Linked DNA regions of Oryctolagus cuniculus: region 1 is linked to region 2. The links are chromatin contacts, called in public Micro-C maps. All regions are on one chromosome and are shown on one strand. The core of a region is the stretch at or near the end of the contact, and the rest is flanking DNA. Distances in the headings are between cores, read along the strand shown. Region 1 holds the start of TFAM (transcription factor A, mitochondrial). Region 2 holds the start of CISD1 (CDGSH iron sulfur domain 1).

The links. Hi-C and Micro-C count contacts between places; a contact is called where the count stands out from the background.
Region 1: a Micro-C map of ear pinna shows a contact between it and region 2, with 4 times the contacts expected there. The contact joins the promoter of TFAM here to the promoter of CISD1 in region 2. A contact is called at or near these places in 2 of 6 Hi-C or Micro-C datasets (ear pinna and psoas muscle).

The regions. Positions count from the first base shown.
Region 1 is chr15:50,785,530-50,792,166 of mOryCun1.1, forward strand. It overlaps TFAM (transcription factor A, mitochondrial), which reads left to right and starts at 3,956. Exons shown (of 7, transcript XM_017348769.3): 1 at 3,956-4,255; 2 at 4,827-4,945; 3 at 6,561-6,631. The coding sequence starts at 4,155.
Region 2 is chr15:50,639,579-50,645,805 of mOryCun1.1, forward strand. CISD1 (CDGSH iron sulfur domain 1) reads left to right here and starts at 3,093. Exons shown (of 3, transcript XM_002718483.5): 1 at 3,093-3,384. The coding sequence starts at 3,354. It overlaps IPMK (inositol polyphosphate multikinase), which reads right to left and starts at 1,990. Exons shown (of 6, transcript XM_002718484.5): 1 at 1,482-1,990. The coding sequence starts at 1,671.

The DNA.
Region 1 (6,637 bases), core at 2,706-5,205, 150 kb after region 2:
TGTCTTTCTATGCCTGCCTTATTTCACTTAACATCATGTCCTCCAGCCTCCTCTATGTTGCTACAAATGCAGGGTTTCCTTCTTTTTTAATGGTTGACTAATATTCTATTATTTTATCTTCTTTATGTATTCATCTGTTGATAGACACCTCGGTTGATTCCCTATTTTGGTTATTGTGGGTAGCACTGGAATGAACATGGGTGTGCAGGTGTCTGTTCAACATACTGATTTCCTTTCCTTTGGATATGTAACCAGTAGTGGCATTGCAGGGTTATATGGAAATCGCACTTCTAGGTTTTTGAGGAACTTCCACAGTATTTTCAATAACTGATATACTAATTTACGTACCTATCAACAGTGTATAAGAGTTCCTCCTTTCTCCTTATCTTTGCCAGCATAAGAAGTGGTTTGATATATGGTTTGCATCCATAAAGTCAAAAGAAATAGATATTTTACATAAGCCCTTTCAAGAAAAGGTGAAGTGAGGAATAAAGCTTTAGAGGCAAGTTTCTGGAGGACCTGTATGCCATTTATGAGAATCCGAATTTGATTCTGTGGACAATGAGGAGCCATTCAAAGTTTCAAGTACAGAAATGTGATTATTGCCTGCCTTGCCCAATAAGTGAATGACCACAATTTTCCTTATAGAAAAATTGACATGATGACTTTGGAATAAGGTTTTTGGGGAAGTAAGATTAGAAGCAGGAAAATTACTTAAGAGTTTGTGAAAAGATGGCAGAGCCTGAACCAATGGTATATCAGAGCCAGCTAGAAAGCCAGATGTGCTCAGCCCTTCCAATCTTCAGGTTCAGTAACTTGGTAGCTTGAAATTAGCCATGGTGGGAGTAGTTATATCACTGACATCAGCAAAAACTACAAATTAGGGCTTTCTTTTTTAGGGAGCTGCTGTACTAGTATATCACTGTCCTGAACAAAAGCAACAGCAATGAACCTGGTAAAGACAAGATACATAGTAGAGTGGTTTAATGAGATGAAATCAGCAACAGTCAGCACCAGCAGGTTGACAGAGTCAGAGTACCAATGGGGAGAGTCCAGAATGATTTATCAATAGTTGACTCAAACGACTGAAGAGAGAAACAGGTGTTTTTTTTTTTTTTTCTTTTTTTTTTTTTAGAGAGGAGCTCAAGGTAGGGGAAAGACAATGAGATTTGTTCAGGAAATGCTGAAATTGAAGTACCCCTGGGACACGATGGTGAAGATATCCATTAGACAATGCTGGTATGCTATAGAACTAAAAGGCAAGGTCTGGATTCAATATAAAATGGTGGGAATCATGAGGCTATGACTGATAGTTGAAGTCATGGGAGTGGATAAACTTTTAAAATAAAGGGAGAGAACCCTGGGAAAGGCTGCAGTGTCTTTATGTTTTATAGACATAAATGAAACCATATGTCTTTTTGTTCAAAAATAGCTTGAGTAAGTAGGCAGAGATATGTCTTTGTAATACTGCATTTACAATAGAATTTCATGGCAATGTGAGTGAGTTCTAAGTAGACTGGTAACTGATAAAAACCGAAATGTTTCGGGTTGGCGCTGTGGCGCAGTGGGTTAACGCCCTGGCCTGAAGTGCTAGCATCCCATATGGGCGCCGGTTCAGGACCCAGATGCTCTACTTCCTGTCCAGCTCTCTGCTGTGGCCCGGGAAAGCAGTATAAGATGGCCCGGGTCCTTGGACCCCTGCGCCCACGTGGGAGACCCGGAAGAAGCTCCTGGCTCCTGGCTTCGGATTGGCACAGGTCCGGCTGTTGTGGCCATTTGGGGAGTGAACCATCGGATGGAAGACCTCTCTCTGTCTCTCTGCCTCTCCTCTCTCTGTGTAACTCTGACTTTCAAATTTTTAATAAAATTAAAAAAAAACCTGAAATGTTTCACATTTGATTTATAAGAACTTAACAGCAAAATTTATTAAAATGACCCTTGAAAATCACAAAATATTGCTTAAATATCCAAAAGTTTAACTTTATATCAAACACCTGAAATACCAAAAACATTCCAGAGAAATGAAGGGGAAATGCATTATTTTAGAAATCACCTTAAACGTAACTAAGACATTCCAGCCCATACTTAAGTCTATCTTGGCACGGAGTCATTTTTGTTTACTTCTTTGCCTCTGCCTCTAGATTTTGGGGGCAGGGAGAGATATTATGAATCTACATTTTGGGATTTGAACATGGTATATGGTCATAAAAAATAAATGAAGAAATGCTTTTTCCATGACAGAATGGCAGGTTTACACAGATGATCTCCAAGGTCTCTTTTAGCCCTGAGATTCCGTGTAAAGGGAAATGGTGATTGATTATTATTTACTACGTAAAAGAAGTGGGCTGTGCCCTTTGTAGCTCAAAAGGGGCAGTTCTGAAACTACAAAAAGGTGTGGTCTCCGAGCTCTATATTACACTGGGAAGAATTTTCTAACAATTATAGTCGGAAAGAAGAAAGGCCAGAAAGAAGAACTGATATCTTGGAAATATCTAGTATTTAAAATCTGGGAGAGCCTCGATGTCTTTAGATCTTCATAATTTTTCACACCACTGCCTAAATAGAAAAATGGAATTCGTACAACACAAAACAGAAACTGTGGGGCTGCACTGTGCCATAGCAGGTAAAGCTGCCATGTGTGGTGCCAGCATCCCATACGCCAACGGTTGTTCCAGCTGCTCCACTTCCGATCCAGCTCTCTGCTATGGCCTGGGAAAGCAGGGGAAGATGGCTCAAGTCGTTCAGCCCCTGCACCCACGTGGGAGACCCGGAAGCAGCTCCTGGCTCCTGGCTGCATATTGGCCCAGCTCTGGCGCTGTGGCTATGTGGGGAGTGAACATGCGCATGGATGATTTCTCTGCCTCTCTTTCCAATTCTGCCTCTCAAGTAAATAAATAATTTTTTGACAGGTAGAATTAGACAGTGAGAGAGACAGAGAGAAAGGTCTTTCTTTCTGTTGGTTCACCCCCCAGATGGCCGCTAAGGCTGGCGCACCGCGCTGATCCGAAGCCAGGAGCCAGGTGCTTCCTCCTGGCCTCCCATGCGGGTGCAGGGCCCAAGGACCTGGGCCATCCTCCACTGCACTCCCGGGCCACAGCAGAGAGCTGGCCTGGAAGAGGGGCAACCGGGACAGAATTCGGCGCCCCGACAGGGACTAGAACCCAGTGTGCCGGCGCCGCAGGCGGAGCATTAGCCTAGTGAGCCGCGGCGCAGGCCTATAATTTTTTTTAAAACTGTACAGCCCATCATTCAATAACTCCAGACGTTCTTTTCACATGGTCTCAAGAGTTCGGTTGAGAAAATTCTGCCCCAGTCCAACATTCTCACTTGGTGAGGGGGTAAAGGAATCTTATGTCGGGGGTGTGACAGTCCCAGGGCAAGACCTTCAGGTTGATTCTGGGACAACTAACTGGGCGGACCATGTCCTCGCCACTCAAAGCAGGCAGGGTTGGAGGTCAGAGTTGACGCTTGTGTGCCTTAGATGGGAGGCTGGTCTAAACCTAGATTCAGTGTGGTTCCAGCCCCACCGGCAATGAACTCGTGTTAAAAACGCAGACGCGGGCCCCCACACACCTGCTAGCTCAGGCTCTGAGGGAAGGCCCGGGGATCTGCGAATCGCCTGCGCTCTGACCACCATTTGCGGCGCACAACAGCCAGAACCACGCACAGCAGGCCCGCGTCCCCGTGGCCGGACTGTCTGTTACGTACAGGCCGTCCAGGCCGTCAGTGCGGACGCCGCGCCTGCCAGTGCCCGGTCGGGGTGAGGCCTGCGCCGGCTCTCTACCAGCCTCCTCGACCGGAGGAGGAAGCGACTGCGGGAGGCGGCCGGGGGCAGAGGCGGCGCCGCAGCGCCTCCTCGAGGTCAGGGCCCTCCGCAGGTCAGCCGGCTGCGCTTTCCCTTCGCCCGCCCCGGTGACCCCTCCTGCTTCGTCGCAGCCCCGCCCACCCCCGGACTGACTACAGCGCCTGCGCACGTTCTGCCCCGGCCCGCCCCTCGTCTCCCGACCGGATGTCAGCAGGCTTCCCATAGTACCTCGCGAGTGGCGGGCATGATAACAGATCCAGGAGGGTAGCACGCGGGTTCGGGTTGTTGCTGTTGTTGTGCCTGTTCTTTCGGAGGTTGGGGTACGGGCACTGCCTAGTCCGCCGGTGCGATGGCGCTTCTCCGGGGCATGTGGGGCGCGCTGAGGACCCTGGGGAAGTCTGGAGCGGACCTGTGCGCGGGCTGTGGGAGTCGACTGCGCTCACCTTTCAGGTAGGACCACTCACCTGCCCCCCCCGGGGGGGGGGGCCCTGGACGTCCCTGGGCATGCAATGGGGACTCCGTCCCTTACTCTTTGCTCTTGCTAGGCGGTCAGGGCCACCTTGGCCCTCTGGTTTAGACCTCGACCTTGCGGAGGAGATGGTGGCTGCGAGCCCGGGCCCTCCTCCGGTAGTCCCCGGTGCCCTGCTTCCTGTTTCCCCCCACCCCTGCAGCCGCTCCTCCCTGCCGTCCAGCCTGGGCGCACCTGGCGGGGTCCTCTGCGAAATCGCGCCTCGTCTCCCGCCATCCTATAGGTGTGGAGGAGGCGGGGCTCCAGAGCCAGCGTTTGGATGCTTTGCTTCGTTCTCTGTCCTTCCTGGAAAGTCGGGGCTTTGAGACTTGAGCCCTGCAGGCACTTCCCTCTGGGTAGGACAAGGTTTTAAATAAGGCCTAAGCATTCTTATCAAAGGAGACGGGTAGAAAGCATCTTGATGACATTTTCTTTGAGAGCCGTGTTTATATGCATGTAAATGTTGGGAGTTCCATACTTGACTTTGCTTGTTTTCTTTGTATTTCTGTGTAGTTTTTCGTATATTCCGAGATGGTGTTCATCCACCTTTGGCAGCTATCCAAAGAAACCTATGACTTCATACCTTCGATTTTCTAAAGAACAGTTACCCATATTTAAAGCTAAGAACCCAGGTGAGGAATTTGGGGGGGCTTCTGCTCTTCTCTGATGTAATAAAAAGGCCACTAAACAGTTAAGGTGAAAAATACTGGCTTTGCACTTTCAAAGCTTCCGGCGTTTGCAGGAGCTGTCATTTTGTGTGATGTCTGTAAAACGAAGTGCAGCATTTTATACCTAACAGAAATGCTTTAGTTGTAAATGAGGAAGGATGAAAGGTATTTTAAAGATACTATGTGGAGCGGACAGCTCCCTGGGCAGAGGAGGAAACAGCCGACGTTTGGGTCTGATTGTCTTTCTTAGGCCTGGGAGTGCTGCTTATGAATCGTGCATAGCTGCTGCTCTTTGTGCCTTGGAGGATTGTTCACAAAGCTCTAATGAAATAACATAATGTGGGAGTGGTCTGTAAAGTTCTGTGCAACTTAGGCTCATTTCAAGAGCTTTCTTGAGTGAAAATTCTGCTTGTCTAGAGTTCTTGAAAAAAGATTTCTAGCTAGGATGTTTATTGACTGCTTCAAAAGGCTATAGGACTTTGATTTGGGGGTTATGGTATAAAGGTAATAGGTAGATTAAGAGTTCGTTTCTGCTTATGATTTCCGAAGCCCCTTTACATCAAATAAGTCATAGGGGACTTGTGAAAAGCAAGTTAGTTACAATAAAAATCCTTGCATTTTAGGTCAGGAGTTAGTTTAAGAGACATACTCAAGTACCCACATCTTTTAAATGTCAGATTTGGAACTAACAGGTGGTTTGTTAAATCAGTTGCACTCCAACATTCCAGTTAATGTGAGGAAAGAAGTGGAGATTATGGATTGATTTTTAGAATAGTCTGTTTCCAGATATTGTTCTGTAATATGCAATATAAGATCGTGTTTTATGAATCAAGACTATAATATAGTTTAGTCAGATTTTTTGAATTTAATAATTCCTGAAAGACTTGAAAAATGTTAAGATTGAAATAGGGAAGTAAAAAACTTAAGCAATTAATTATATGCCTATTTAAACTGGTAATTTCTGAGGACAATTTTGGGTAGTATAGAAAATACTCCTTTCTGATTGGATAATCGGCTTTTAACAAACTTGGACAAAATTGTAAAGTATTTCTTTTTTTTTTAAAGATTGCAAATCAGGTCTTTTTCTTTTTTAAGATTTATTTATTTATTTGAAAGAGTTACACAGAAGGAGAAGCAGAGAGAGTGAGAGTCTTCCATCCGTTGGTTCACTCCCCAATTGGCCACAATGGAGGGGCCTGCGCCGATCCAAAGCCAGGAGCCAGGAACTTCCTCTTGGTCTCCCACACTGGTGCCGGGACTCAAGGATTTGGGCCATTTTCCACTGCTTTCCGATCCAGCCATAGCAGAGAGCTGGATTGGAAATGGAGCAGCCGGGATTTGAAACAGCACCCATATGGGATGCCAGCACTGCAGGCGGCAGCTTTACGCACTACACCACAGCGCTGTCCCAGTATTTATAATATTTAAGTTAATGGGATGAAGTTAACCTGTTGTATTAAGTGTGTGTAATGTAACTTGCTTTGTTGAGCTCATGGATTGTGCTTTCTTGGAAATCTATAGCAATTCATCCTGAGCCATAAAATTGTGACATCTCTTTTCATTATATTCCAATCCATAGAGGCAAAAAATTCAGAGCTAATTAAAAGAATTGCCGAGCTGTGGAGGGAACTTCCTGATTCAGAGAAAAAGGTAAGC
Region 2 (6,227 bases), core at 1,843-4,342:
ACTCTTCCAACATTTCCCCAGTGTAAATGAGTTCCAGTCTCTACACATGACTGTAAGATCAATAGGTTTGGTCTTTTTTTTTTAGTTTGTATTTTTTCTTTTTCTTTCTTTTTTTAACTTTTATTTAATGAATATAAATTTCCACCAAAGTACGGCTTATGGATTACAATGGCTTCCCCCCATAACGTCCCTCCCAACCAATAGGTTTGGTCTTTAACCTCAAAGAACTCACAACACAGAGGGCAGATAGGACGCATACAGACAATGTAGATGGCAATGACAGCACCATTAATGCACAATTTCCATCAAGAAAAAAAAGTAGGTGAAAATAATGTAAAATGTTTCTAGTTGCCAAGAAACATAGATTCCAACTAGTACTTATTCATTCTCAAAAGGCCTCGTTGGAATAGTTTCTGCAAGCTCCACACAAGACATTGCTCCAAAGGACAATTCCTTGGTTTCATGATTCTGATACACAGCACCCGTGTGACTTCAGGTTTGTCACTTACTCAGGCTGAGTCTTAGTTACCTCATTTGAAAACGTCAGTTTTATCTTATCAACGAAACATGAATCATTTTACCAGCATAAGCTAAATGTTCTCCAATGGCTGCTGCCGGTCAAAGATCCTCAAAAGTCATACACTCATCTATGGGATTTCCCCTCAGGTCATCAATAGCCAGGGAACCAGTTAGGCGAATTACAGTTCCTCATCTGAGATAGGTCCTGTGCTGTGCTTTAAGTTAGGAACTCACAAAATGGACTGCAGAGGCTATGAGCAGTCTTACAAAGATGAACAAGAATAAGTGAATGTTTTAGCGGTGGACCATTCCAGTACAACAGCAGGGTATATTTCGTACCAGAATTCGAGTTTTTGCACTGCTGAAACCACGCCTCCCAGGGAAATCAAGGAGACACCAAGAAAAACCTCCTCAATGGGGCAGGGAGAGATCCCGGATAAGCCAAGTCAAGCTTTCCCCCTCTCTTCACGAAAAGAAAAAAAAAAAGGAAAAAGAAAGAAAGAAAAAAAGAAAGGAAAGGCAAAGCTGTTTTTTTTTCTTCCCCTCCAGCTATGCAGCTGCACCCAACAGAGAAACAGTAGATTAGCATCATCTGCATTTCATTCCTTTTCTTTTGCAATAGCTCCTCGCCTATAATAAACAGACCTTGTGCTCACGGGAGAATTTCCTTTCCCGTCCAGTAAAAACCAAGTTCCTTATTTTTACTAACAACGTTGTCTCCAATCAACACCCACCCTCCCCGGGGAGACCAGGCCGCCTCTCCCTGCCACCCCTCTGTAAGCCCATCGCCCCACACGCTGGAAATCACCCCACTTGGAGGGTGACAAGGCTCCGGGGCAGAGCGGAAGGGCCAGGGCGCGGCGGGCAGACCAGGGGAGACGTCCAGCCCGGCCAGAAAGAGCCCGACTGCTCCGCCGGCCAGGGGCGTGCGGGGGCGGAAGGGGCGCGCCACCCCCACTTACCCACTTTGTCCTTCCCGTACATGTGCCCGGCCACCTGATGCGAGAGCGGCACGCAGCCGTTGAGGAAGCGGAGCCTCCCGCCCGCCGGCTGCTGGGTGCCCTCGGGGGCGGCCTCGCTGGCCGGTGGGGTCCGCATTTCTGGGGGGCCGGGCGCCTCGAGCCGGAGAGGGGATGGCGGTTCCGTTGCCATAACGGAGAGCACAAACGGCAACGGCGGCGAGAGCAGGAGAAGAAAAAAAAAATAGGACGGAGGAGGGAGGGGGCGCCGGAGAACCCGGGGGTCGCTCAGGCTCGGCCGCCGGGAGGCCCGGGGGTTCCCGCGGCTGGTGCCCGCTGAGGCCCAGGGAGGGGGCCCATGACGCCGCGAAGGCGCCGGCGCTCCCCTGCCCAACTCTCGGCGGAGCGCGGTTCCCGGCTCCCACTCTCCAGCCGCCGCGGCCACCAGCGCCGGTGCTGCCCAGGAGACGGAACCGAGCAGAGCAGCGGCGGCGGCGGCGCCCCGCGCTCCCTGGGGCCCTGACGGCGACGGCGGCCCCACCTCCCGCGCCCCCGCCCCCTCCCGCCGTCCTCCAGTCCCCTCAGCTGCCGCGCGCGCGTCAGCGCCGCCCGCACTGCCGCCGCCGCCGCCGCGAGCTTCCGACTGCGCGACCCGCGGCCGCGGCCGCTACTGAGCATGCCCAGAGGCCGCCCGACGGGACCCCCGCGGCGGGCCGGGCGCGCGGCCGGGCGGGGGCCGTCTCCCGGTCACCTGGACGGGGCGAGCGCGCTGGCGGGCCTTCTCACCCCCAGCGCGGGGCTGGCGTCAGGTTGTGGCCAGCGCTGCTGTGCCCTCATTCATTGCAGGCGGGTTCCAGCGCTCCCCAGGGGTGGGCTCAGAGATGCCAGGGGCTTCCAGGAGTGAGGGGCAGCCAGGTATTTAGGAGGGTTGGGAGGCAGTGGCAGTGCCAGGGGTGGCGTGGGAGGCCACCCTTAACCTGCAAGCAGCTCCCTCAAATCCCACCCCCCACAGAACCAACGGAAGTTAAAAACAGGTCGCGTGTTAAAAGACGCACCTTCAAAATACTCGACAAATTCATCCTAGCCCCCTCCTCAGTTAATGCTTATAAACTGGTCTCATCAAAAAATTTTAGAGCCGAGACGTGTTCAGGCTGCAGAAGCTATTGTCCTAATTCTTTTTAAGTGGAAACGTTGTTTGAAGAAATGAGCAGGTTTTCCCTTTTCTCTGCCACGCGACCTTCAGCTAGGGCAGGTCCTAAGTATGGGACTCAACTCGGTCAAAGGCAGAAGAGAAGGATAAATGCACACCCGCAGCTACGGAAGATTCTGGAATGGGACTCTATCCCCGATCCCCCTGTGTCTGCCACAGGCATCTTACATGAAACCTGGACCTGGCCTTGCAGCTAAAACAAAAACAAGAATTGAGCAAGAGAAAATTCGGGGTAAAAGTCTTAGATACCTGGTGTAGGTGGTAGGCAAGTGCCTTACTAACACCTGTCCTCCGCCGCCCTACACACCTGGAGGAGACGGAAAATCTGGCCTGGACTCCTTATTCCCAAAACTCTGCCTCTGGACTCCAGGGCCCCGCCCCTCAGCGTTGCGCAAACTCAGTCGCTACCTCGTTCAGTCCCTTCCTCCTCCCCTCCTGCGGCTGTCAAAATCCGGACTCGACTTCCTCAAGGCCCGGGGCTCAGCTCTGCGCATGCGGGTGGATCTCTCGCTCACACACACGTGCTGACGGCCTGCCTCGGCGCCTGCGCGCTAGCCTCCCGGTGCCCGTGCCCTTAGGACGCCTAATTGCCTTAGCTTCGGCTGTGGACACTAGCGGGTTCGTGCTGGGTGGCCTGTGCGCACGCCTTGCGAACTGACGGCGCCATGAGTCTGACTTCCAATTCCAGCATACGAGGTGAGGTGGGGCCTGGGAGAGGGTGAGGTTGGCGCCTTGCACGCAGCTTGCAGCGCCCGCAGCTCCTCTGTGTGGTTTGCGCTGCCCTGCGCACCCGCGCGTCCAGTAACCTTGAGGTGCAGAAGGACAAGCGCTTTGCCGGGCCGCGGGCTCTGAGCGGGACGCGGAGAGGGGGCGAGGTCGGGTTACGGGGTGATGGTGTCACCGTGCATAAGTGGCGTGCGACCGTGCAGCCATCTGCTTTTCCTGCTAACTATCCAAATCCCAAAACCTAATAACTCCGCTGCTGGCTTTTCCTGATGTCCCCTGACTCGCTTCTCTATCCTTAGATCGCAGGGCCTGTTGGGGGAAAGTGTTCTCCCTTCTCACGTTTCTATCAACGTGTAACGAGAAAGTCGGTTTCCTGCAATCCTGAAGCGGTGCATGACTAATCACATATTAGTTTTGCAGATTTTTTTTTTAAAGAGAAGAAACCCAATCCGAGGTCCCCAGTTTTCCCTGTTTTTTATTATGCCGCTGGCATGCGGCGCTCCGTGAGAGAGCACTGAAAACTGGGTTCGTTGCGCCCTCAGTTTTTTCAGCCTTCCTTAGATAGCTTTTGGAAGCCGTACTTCGCAGAAGAGCCACTTACAATTAAAAGAATATATAGAATTTGTTGAGTGTGGAGTTTCACTTTATAACAATTCTTGGTGATGTTGCAATTGTTAAATTACCGTCTCCTAGCTACGTGCCCACTCATAAAATGCCACTCCCCAGGGTTGGTTACCTGTAAGTCTAGTTGAGTATAGGTAAAGAGGTTATCTACAGGTTAAAATTAACCCACTGATTCATTCAGTCAATACTGAACGTCTGTCATACCAGGATTTGTAAAAACCTCCCTACTAACTTGAGCCCTAATTTTTTAGTACAGAGGTAGATCCCATAAATGAGAGAGTTCCACTTCCGTTGACAAAATTTACCTGGCAGTGTGAGGGTGATAATCCATGACATTTATAAGTTACTAATGATAAACAGTAAAAATTACTTCAAAGTATATTCATCTTAAGACTTTTACATAGAGTTAAGCCTTGGTACATTTCAGATAGGGAGTGATTTATGTGTATGATTTAAAAAAAAACTATTTGAGAATAAGACTTGTAAAATCATATGATTTTGTGACTTGCACCACTGATATTTTTATACGAAGATGGTTTGCTCATGTGTGGGATGGGTTGAAAGACTCCAAAGTCTGTTTTTGTTTAAAATGTGGGGTCATGTCGTATAAGTAGGCATAAAATTCTGTTTAGGTAGCATACTGTTGAAATGTGAAGTAGAACTTAACATCACTGTCTAGAGACATATCTTTGTTGTAATCAAGATGAGTTTCTTGTTTTTTAAGTGTAACCATTAGGGAATTCAAAGGTGATTTTCCCATTAGTGTGCCACTCCAAGGAATAGGAAATTGATGAAGCAGATTATGAGCTTTAAGTATTCAGCTTTGTTGTTTATTTCACTAAAAAGCAAAAAGGTTCTGAGGCCTCTAAGGGTAGCCCCAAACCCCTGTAAATGTCTTCTACCCACACATAGCTAGTCAAATACTAGGGAAGGCGGAGACAGAGAATGTCTTGGGAATCTGTTAATGCTTAGGTCTCATAAAAGTTTGATGCTGCTGGTTGTTTTTAAAAATTCCTATGGGTCGGGCCGGCGCCATGGCTCACTAGGCTAATCCTCCGCCTTGCGGCGCCGGCACACCGGGTTCTAGTCCCGGTTGGGGCCCCGGATTCTGTCCCGGTTGCCCCTCTTCCAGGCCAGCTCTCTGCTGTGGCCAGGGAGTGCAGTGGAGGATGGCCCAGGTGCTTGGGCCCTGCACCCCATGGGAGACCAGGAAAAGCACCTGGCTCCTGGCTCCTGCCATCGGATCAGCGCGGTGCGCCGGCCGCGGTGGCCATTGGAGGGTGAACCAACGGCAAAAGGAAGACCTTTCTCTCTGTCTCTCTCTGTCCACTCTGCCTGTCAAAATAAATAAATAAATAAATAAATAAATAAATAAATAAATAAATAAAAATTCCTATGGGTCGAACATCAATTTAGATCTTCTAATTAGGGGGAGGGTGATCATATCTTAACTAAATTAATTCATCATTATAAAGAACTTAGAATGGTATAAAACAGTGGTAATCACTATATCCATATATGTCAAAAAAAAGTTAGAAGTACAAATATGTGCGTAGATTCTTGTTTATATTCAGAAAACAATGAGTTATAAATAAAAAGTAATGGTCTTCAGCTGAAAGTCACTCATAATTCGCCATCTCCTTTCAAAAAAAAAAAAAACTGACTACACCATATACTTTTAAAGGACTTCGTTAACCTGTCTTCCTCTCAAGTCACTTTTTCATGCTTTGCTTTACCCTCAAGTTCCAAAATGGAGACTTACCTGTCCACCTTGTGCTTTGTTACCCATCCCACACCCTGATTTTTCTAATACAGGGAGCCAAAACTGCATCTCATAAATTCTTACTCTCTGACTTTTCTATCTTTGTGTATTTTATTGAAATGAATTCTTAATTTTCCAATTCATTTCATCTCAATATAGGAAAACACCGTCTTAGTATCCATAAATTCATTAAGTTATTTAAAGTAACTGTTCAAAGCAGGGCTGAGGGCCATTTGGATATTTATAACATCATTCGTGGGCCATACAGGCTTACCAGCTTGAAAATTAGCCTGCTATAGATTTATTGAATTTTAAGTCCCACCTGCGGCTATCTTAGCAGGGCCTAACCACACTTGTAAAGGGTTCATTTTTTGCCTGAGAAGGAATATGCAGATCATATTTACAAAAAAAGAGCTCCTATAGGTTA